2 separate regions of the Nomascus leucogenys genome follow, and region 1 is linked to region 2. The links are chromatin contacts, called in public Hi-C maps. All regions are on one chromosome and are shown on one strand. The core of a region is the stretch at or near the end of the contact, and the rest is flanking DNA. Distances in the headings are between cores, read along the strand shown.

Evidence for each region. Hi-C and Micro-C count contacts between places; a contact is called where the count stands out from the background.
Region 1: a Hi-C map of a lymphoblastoid cell line shows a contact between it and region 2, with 2.7 times the contacts expected there. The contact joins two enhancer-like sites.

Annotation. Positions count from the first base shown.
Region 1 is chr6:69,448,169-69,452,018 of Asia_NLE_v1, forward strand. OTUD7A (OTU domain-containing protein 7A) reads right to left here. Exons shown (of 14, transcript XM_030814379.1): 14 at 2,076-3,612. The coding sequence ends at 2,173. Among named protein-coding and RNA genes, the nearest start is that of KLF13, 160 kb to the left of the region's middle. Within about 2 kb of position 2,208, the one cell type or tissue checked has an H3K27ac peak away from gene starts, as active enhancers do. A contact at or near this core is called in a lymphoblastoid cell line, where this site is marked.
Region 2 is chr6:69,297,705-69,301,747 of Asia_NLE_v1, forward strand. All of the region lies in intron 1 of KLF13 (Krueppel-like factor 13), which reads left to right. Among named protein-coding and RNA genes, the nearest start is that of KLF13, 9.4 kb to the left of the region's middle. Within about 2 kb of position 2,082, the one cell type or tissue checked has an H3K27ac peak away from gene starts, as active enhancers do. A contact at or near this core is called in a lymphoblastoid cell line, where this site is marked.

The sequences.
Region 1 (3,850 bases), core at 958-3,457, 150 kb after region 2:
GAATTTGCATAGCCAGTTTTAGAAATTTCTGGTTGGCTGTTTTTACATTAAAAAATGAAAAAAACAAGCAAGCAAGAATTGACTTTATGCCTCCTTGACATCTTGTGCATACGAGTTTGGTTTCTGAATGGATTACTGAAGCATTTTTAAGGTTGGGTGTCTCAATCTTTTAAGAGTGAGGAGCATGAGGAGTGGCATGCATTCACACCTGAAGGAACACTTTCTGTGACCCCACAGCTTTGGATGCCAAAGCAGCTGCTCAGCGTGACACAAAGAATCAGTCCAGAAAGCTGCCACAGACCCTCTCCATGAGATTTTTTTAAAACCACTTTTGTTTTCTGAGTAATAAAAGAAACCCCAGTAATAGTAGGGACATGGATGTTAGTACAGTAATTATAATACACATTGAAAATATTGTTCAGCAGGAAAAGTAAAACTTTCAAAAAATTTCTTAAAGATCCTATTTAATAAATAATTTTTGATTTAAGGAACCACTTATGCAAAACTTGAACAAATTACTGAAAACTCCACCTGCTGTGGAATAATTAAAAACAAAAAGGCATTACTCACAGGAGATACTCAATTATTTTATTATAATTTCTCAAACAAGTAAAAAAAAATCCCCTCTCCCCCCCCCTTTTTTTTTTGTTTTTGCTGCTCTTTAGTTAGGGAAAAAAGCATCGTTTCTAGAGGAGAAGCTGGCTCCAGTGAAGAGATGGTCGACCTCCTGCTTTTTCTGAGGATACACTCACAGCAAAGCCAGGTGCTTTCTCCTGTCCTAGGATTATTAGAAGCTATTCTAAGGCTCTCACAGGTTTTATAGTATTCTTTTGTTAGTGAGGATTTTACCCATCTTATCCTCATTTCTTGGAAACAAGCTCGTTCCTTAGTGAGGCAGATTTAGCTCCTCAGTGTCCTTGGCCAAGAACGGTGTTCTCCGGAGGTAATCTTGGAAGGAAGAGGCTGCATATTGCTGCTCAAAACAGGGTAGCTAAGGACACATTTTTTTTTCCTCAAGAAATGTAGGAGGCACCAAAAAAGAGACCGCTCAGGGATCGGGCTGCTCCCTCATTGTGTCACGAGACGGAGGCAGGGTCGTCCTGCCCCGTGGAGAGGCCACGATCACAGTGAGTCCCTTTACCTGGCTGAACCCAGACAGATGCAGGTGTGGGGGTGGGCTTCCTTCCTGGTTCCCCCAGCCCCTTCCCTTTGGAAAGAGCAGCAGCCTAGTGCGGGCTTACACAGTGACCAAAGGGTCAATTCCTCGCTGTCTCCTGGGGCACCGATGGTCACCGCCCAGGGGCCCGCCAGCGACAGTCCACTGTGGAAGTGCCTTCAAAGCAGAAAAGTGAACAGGCTGTCCTATCTGCTCCTCTATGAGCAAATCCAAATTGTGAGATGGGAACCCTGCTTTTTGGACCCTAGGTGTCTTTGGAAAGCTCCTGTCACGTGAGCTGCGCGGCACTGGGAGCCATCGCTGTACCTCACCGCGCCCGCGAGACGGGTGGTCCAGTGCCCTTTCCACGGCCGCCCGCGGCTTGGATGGCAGTGTGAATGGTGCTTGAGCCGGGGCTCGGGGAGGAGGTTTTGCTTATGAAATGGAGCTGTGTGTTTCTAAAGGGCCACAGTGACCACAAGGGCGTCAGCCGGCGGCCAGGTTCCCGCCTTCTCCTAGGCCCCGGGATGGGAGGCAGGTAGAGCCCGCAGAGGAGCCTCCACCGCAGCCCCGGGTGCGCGCTCGCTCTAAGCCCTGGGTACTACCAACCGCGCACAGGGGACCGCTACCTGGAAGAAGTCATCGCTAGGTTAGGAGAAAAAAAAAAAAAAAACATGTAAAACACTCCCTTCTAAAAACAAAGGGCTGCGAATTTCTTTATTTCTATTATTGAGGAACAAAAATACTCTTGCAATGGCTATTGAGTTTCCACAGGTACGAGGCAGATACTAGGCTAGCACACCCACTTCCAACAGTATGACTTGTTTCCTATCCGTCTACTACCTGAGTGGCGTCAGTGTAGGTTCAGGCACCATTAGGAACGTTTGACCAAACACGTACACGGCACTGACAGAGGAGGCGCCGGCCTTCCGGTGGACCAGGGCATGTAAAAAAGACACCGACACAATGGAAAAGAAATCCTCGAAGGTAGAACCTCGCTGCCCGCGCCGCGCCGCTCAGGGCCGGGCCCCGCGCGCCTCGCGCCGCCGCCGGAGCTCCTCGCGGTAGCAGTAGGAGCAATAGTGCTCGGTCTCGGCGCGCCCGTAGAACGCACAGTTCTCGCGCTGGCAGCGCCGCTGCGCCGGCCCCGGGCCGCCACGGCCGCACTCACCGTTCGAGCGCGCGGTCGGCGCGTCGGCGTCGGCGAACTCCAGGCCGTCGCGCGCGGCGCCGAAGCCGTTGGTGTAGGTCTGCGACTTGTGCTCGGCCGCCCCCGCCGCCCCGGCCGCGCCCGGTAGGGCCCCAGGCACCGCGCGCGCCAGCGACTCGACCGTGTTGACGGTGCGCAGGGTGGCGGCGCGCGCCGGGCTGTAGCTCTGCGACGACAGCGAGCGGTTCTGCTGCGGGTACGTGGCGCACGGCCGCAGCGCCCCCACGGCCGGCGCGCACGCCTCGTCCCGCGCGCCCGACGCCTGCACGTGGATGACGCTCTGGCGCGCTGGCGCCGGGGGGCTGCGGCCAGGGACTGGTCCGCTGGCGCCCGCGCGCCGCGCGCCTCCCCCTGGGGAGGCCGTGCCGCCCGCCGCCGCCCGCGCCGCCCGCCCTGCCGCGGGCCCGGGGCTCGGCCGCTCCTTGAGCTTGAGCACCAGCTGCGTGGGCGGGCCCGGAGAGGCGCGCTCCGGGACCGGCGCGCCCTCCGTCTCCGGTCTGCGCGGCGGCCGCTTGGCCGTGGAGGCGGCGGCCGCGGCGGCGGCGGCGGCGGCAGCGGCCGCAGTGGCGGCGTCGCGGCGCCGCTGCTCCTGCTCGGCACTGAAGCGCTCCTGCGCGCTGGTCAGGTAGTAGCCGATCATCTCCTCGTGGAACTGGTGCCGGTGGCTGGTGAGCAGCAGGCCGGCGAAGATGAACTTGCGCTCCCCCTGCATGGCGGCGCGCAGGATGTTGAGGCTCAGCTTCACGTCCGTGCTGTACTTCCAGGCGTCGCCCCGCGGCCCACCGCCCTTCTCTGCCGGCGACGCGCCCGCCGCCTTGTCCGTGGGCGACGGCGTGGTCTTCTCCGACGGCGACGTGCTGGCCGACGCACCCGACTCCTCCTTGCTGCCCTTGCGCGACTTGGCCTTCTTCTCCTTGCCCCGCTCGGCCGAGTCCCCGTTCTTGCCGTTGGCGGAGTTGGCGCGGCCCATCTTGCCGTGCACCAGGCCACCGAGGCCACCCATGTTTTTCTTCAGCTTGATGCCCAGCGTCTTGCTGAAGCTGCCCAGCTTGTTGGCCACGGAGTCGGCGCGCGTCTTGTCCTTCTCCTTGCGCTGCTTCTCCTTCTCCTTGTCCTTGCCGTTCTTGCCGTTATTGCTGTTAGAATTGCTGCACACCGAGTCGCGGTCCGAGTCCAGCGAGTCGGCCAGGGACTGCACGTCCTCCCCTGCCGAGGCCGTGGGAGACTCCGGCTGTGCCAGGGGCGCCTGTGTAGAGAGGGAGGGCCAGAGCGAAGGTGGTTAGAGAAGAGCTGTCCACGCGCCGCCGAGGAAGACACACCTTGCCCCTGTGTTGCCGAGGCTAGGGCCCTCGACCTTCACTGTCCCAGTCCCCACTGTCACTCTGGTGACTATGATACCCGGATGGGCGGTGCTGAAGGAAAGGAGCGGATAGGAGTGGGCTCTGATCCGCTGCAGTAGTAAAAGGATGTAGGGACCTCTTATC
Region 2 (4,043 bases), core at 832-3,331:
TTCTAGTACATCTTCCAACTTCCTTGACTGGAGAGATGTTGGGGGTTGGGTTCAGCTTTGGAAGGCTTTTGAAGTCAAAGGACCACCTAGAGGAGGCCTGGGTGCTCCTTTCCCCAAACAGACGAGACACCCTGATTTTCCTTTGAATGAAAGTGGCTCCAGATAGTATTAATAGCCAGCTCAAGGGTAGCTGTGAGTGTGTTCTTGGTCAGCCCACCTGAATGCCGGCCCTGTGGCCACAGGCAGCCTGTCTCCTAGGGCTGGAGAGGGCCTACAGCAGGTGACACTCTCCAAGTCCTCGTGAGTTGTTATGTGCTTTCAAGAAATAAACAAAAATTGTCCTAAGTCCACACACTTGAGCCTGTTTTTCTTTCCTTTTTTTTTTGTTGAGACGAAGTCTTGCTCTTGTCCCCCACACTGGAGTGCAATGGCACGATATCGGCTCACTGCAACCTCTGCCTCCCAGGTTCAGGCGATTCTCCTGCCTCAGCCTCCCAGGTAGCTGGGATTACAGGCATCTGCCACCATGCCCGGCTAATTTTTGTATTTTTAGTAGAGACGGGGTTTCACCATGTTGGCCAGGCTGGTCTTGAACTCCTGACCTCAGGTGATCCGCCCACCTCGGCCTCCCAAAGTGCTGGGATTACAGGCGTTGAGCCACCGCACCCGGCATTTTCTTTCCTTTCAAAGCCCCAAATGGAATTATTTTCTTGAGAAGTCAACTTCCTGTCGAGATGGGAATAAACTTTTCACCAGCTTGGCAATTCAGAAGCAGCCGCAGTGCTGTGTGGCTGGGGTTGGGGTCATGAAGACAGCCACCAGTGCAGTCCTCGGGGTGGGAGATACTGAGTTCAGAAGGCTTTGGACACTCTTCTGGGCCAAAATAATGGAAACTTGAACTTGTTTTACTCTTGGCATCAATTGGGTACTAGGCACAGAAGAAATCCTCACCCAACCAAAAGCTCTGCCATTTGGCCATAAACACACTTGTATGCCTCCATAGCCACATACATGTGTATAAACGCATATGGGTGTGTGTAAGTGGACGTGGCACCCTGCTCATGTGCTTGCTGAACGGGGGAGCATCCACACCTGGAACATAGTAACTATGTGGAACTTCTGATTTCTAGTTCAGTTTTAGATCTTAGGTCCGTCTTCACCCCCAGCAAACGTTATCAGCTGTTTGTGAGTCAGGCGCTTTGGGGAGACATGGAGTTTGCTCAGTTGAAACTAGGGCTGTGGTGAAGGGGCTATGCCTTCGCACCTTGCTGCCCCGCCCAGCAGAGTGACTGGGCTCCTGTGTCCTCCACACTGCTTCAGTTCCCCTCCTGATGCAGGGCCAGGCTGTGATCGCCATTTGCTGTTGGGCATTGTGTGTGTGTGTGTGTCTGTGTGTGTGTGTGTGTGTGTGTGTGTGTGTGTGTGTGTGTGTGTGGTGGCGGGGCAGGGGGAGGGCACAGCATGGCACCGAGCACCAGAAACACAGCCTTGACCAGTCCCTGGTCAAATCATTCTGGACAAACAAGACAGAGCACACTTGGCAGGGGCAGGATTCTGTTTATTGTTCTCCGTTTTTGAAGTTCATCACACAAAAACACTTGCTAACCAGAAACTTGGCTACACTCCGTGGCCATTGGCCAGTCTGTCCCAAGGTGACTTGTTTGGAGCACTGAGGCTTGATGCCTCAGATTAAATGTCCTTATGCTGGTGCCACAGGGGTGTGGCCTACTCTGCATGGATGAGTGACCCTGGGTCCCCAGGCACAGGGCACAGGCTCGTCTCCTTGAAGCTGGAGCCCATGTTGCATCATGAAAGAGCTCTGCAAGAATTGAAGGCCCAGAGCAAAAATCGCTCACCAAAGAGCATGTGGCTCAGAGCCTACCTGGGCCTCCTATCTCAGTTAAAGTTTCTAAAGGTGGAGTTGTGTCACGTGCTTGTCTCCTGTGAGCACAGGCCAGGTGGGAGGAAGCTTGGGAGTGGGGAGAGGATGACGTGGGCTCAGAGGAGCCACGGGCTTCTCCCCCGGCCCCAGCGTCCACTGGACACACATGGGAGGTGAGGTGATGCCTGAGCAGCCTAGCAAGTGGTCAGGGCCCTGGTTGGGGCCTCCTCACTCCCTTTTGGAGCACTGGCAGCTAGTGGCAAGGGCCTTGTGCTTCCATATGTGGGTCCAAGCTGTGGATGGGGAGGCCAAGTGTCCTGGCATGTGGGAGGTGGTGAGGTGCTCCCTGGAGATCTAACAGGTATGCACGGGTTAGCGAGACCTGAGAGTCCTTCTTGGGCCACACCTAAGTATGTGCAGGGCCTGTGATACAGCCAGAATTTCCTCCTCTGATAAACTTCTCTGAGCCTTTCTACTTGTCTTTAACTCTTTTATCGTCTAAATGTTCACTAAAAAGAAAAAGAATAAAGGGAATTTGGTTTAGGGCTATTGGTAGAAGTTAAAGTTGATGGCAGAGCATGAATAGGGGTGTCTGCAAGGAATTGTTGGAAAAGAGATTGGAAATAGAGCAAAGGCTTGTGTGAGTCTCAGAACCTGACTCCTTTGTTGACTGGGAGTAGGGCAGAGGGCAGGGGTCCAGCAGGTCATTGGTCTCGGGTTACCAAAAAGGTTAAGGCTATTCACCTGGACCGCTGGCTGGGGGTGCTGCTCAAAGCCAGGATCTGGGAGCCAGGGTCAGCACCTTGGGTGCACCCAGGCATCATAGCAACAACAAACCCCAACATGTTTTCATAGACCAGGGCAGATAAATGGGAGTTAATGACATGGTTCCCACACATCCGAATCTGGGATATGTAAAATGTGACACACAGTCTGAGCATTTGGCAGGCTCTCCATGGTCTTGCTTTGCATATTTTGGCCTATCTGCCCTCCAGACTTACTGCCCATTGTCCTCACCTGCATGGCTGGCCATGTCTGGTTTGCCTACTCGTCATTGAAGGCATCCACAGGGGTGCCATCTGCCCCCATGTCCCTCTCCCACTAGGCATGCTAAGTGGCCCATGGCAGGGCAGGCAGGGACTCAGATTCCCTTCATCCCATCGCTGAGGTCTCACTTCCTTTCTCCGCCCGCCTTACACGTGGAAGGTTTCTCCTGTGCTTGTCCACCAGTTGTCGTTTTTGTCTCCTAGCATGGATGGTGTGGCAGAAGAAGGCCTTGCACAGCAGCACATGAGGACCCACAGGGTTTCTGGCCCCTTGCAGCTGTGCATTCTGAGGGAAGATGCCCAAGGTTTTATTATCTTCTCCAGAGCGCCCTTTTTTTCTGCTTGCATGGCAGGCCCTTTCTAAAATTACGGTCACAGGTTGCTTAATGACAGGGGTGTGTTCTGAGAAATGTGTCGTTAGGCAGTTTCGTCCTCATGTGAACATCATAGAATGCACTTATTATGCACACCTAGATGGCATAGCCTACTGCACACCTAGGCTGTATGGTGTAGCCTCTTGCTTCTAGGCTGCAAGCCTGTACATCATGGTACTGTCCTGAATACTATAAGCAACTGTAACACAATGGTAAGCATTTTGTGTCTAAATATAGAAAAGGTACAATTAAAATGGGGTATCGTCTTATGGGACCAGCCTCTCATCCCACGTGGACTGTCATTGTTTGAAACGTCATTAGGTGGTGCATGGCTGTACTTTGCTGCTTGGCCTAAGGTGCCAGGGCATTCTCTGGGTAAGCCTGAGGGGCCTTGCAGGATACCGTCTTCTATCAACGTTGAAATTAGTTTTAGCACTTTACACTGTGTCCCCTTTGTGGCTGATAGAGCAGGAGCCCTTCAGTGTCTACTGTCACAGGTGTAGAGCTGCTGTGTTGGCGAGCAGGTAGGTGGTTGTCCTGAATTACTGTCAGGCTTTAGAGTCTTACAGGAAATACAGCCTTGGCTACTTATAGCTTGTGATTTGAAGTTTCCATAATGATGCACTGGGTAGTACTCTTCAGCAGTTTGCTTTGGACAAACCATATCATTCTTAAGTTCACTCACTTTAGCCTTTGAGAAACTTCAAAGTTTGTTTCCCTGATCTTCCTAGTTGCCCTGGA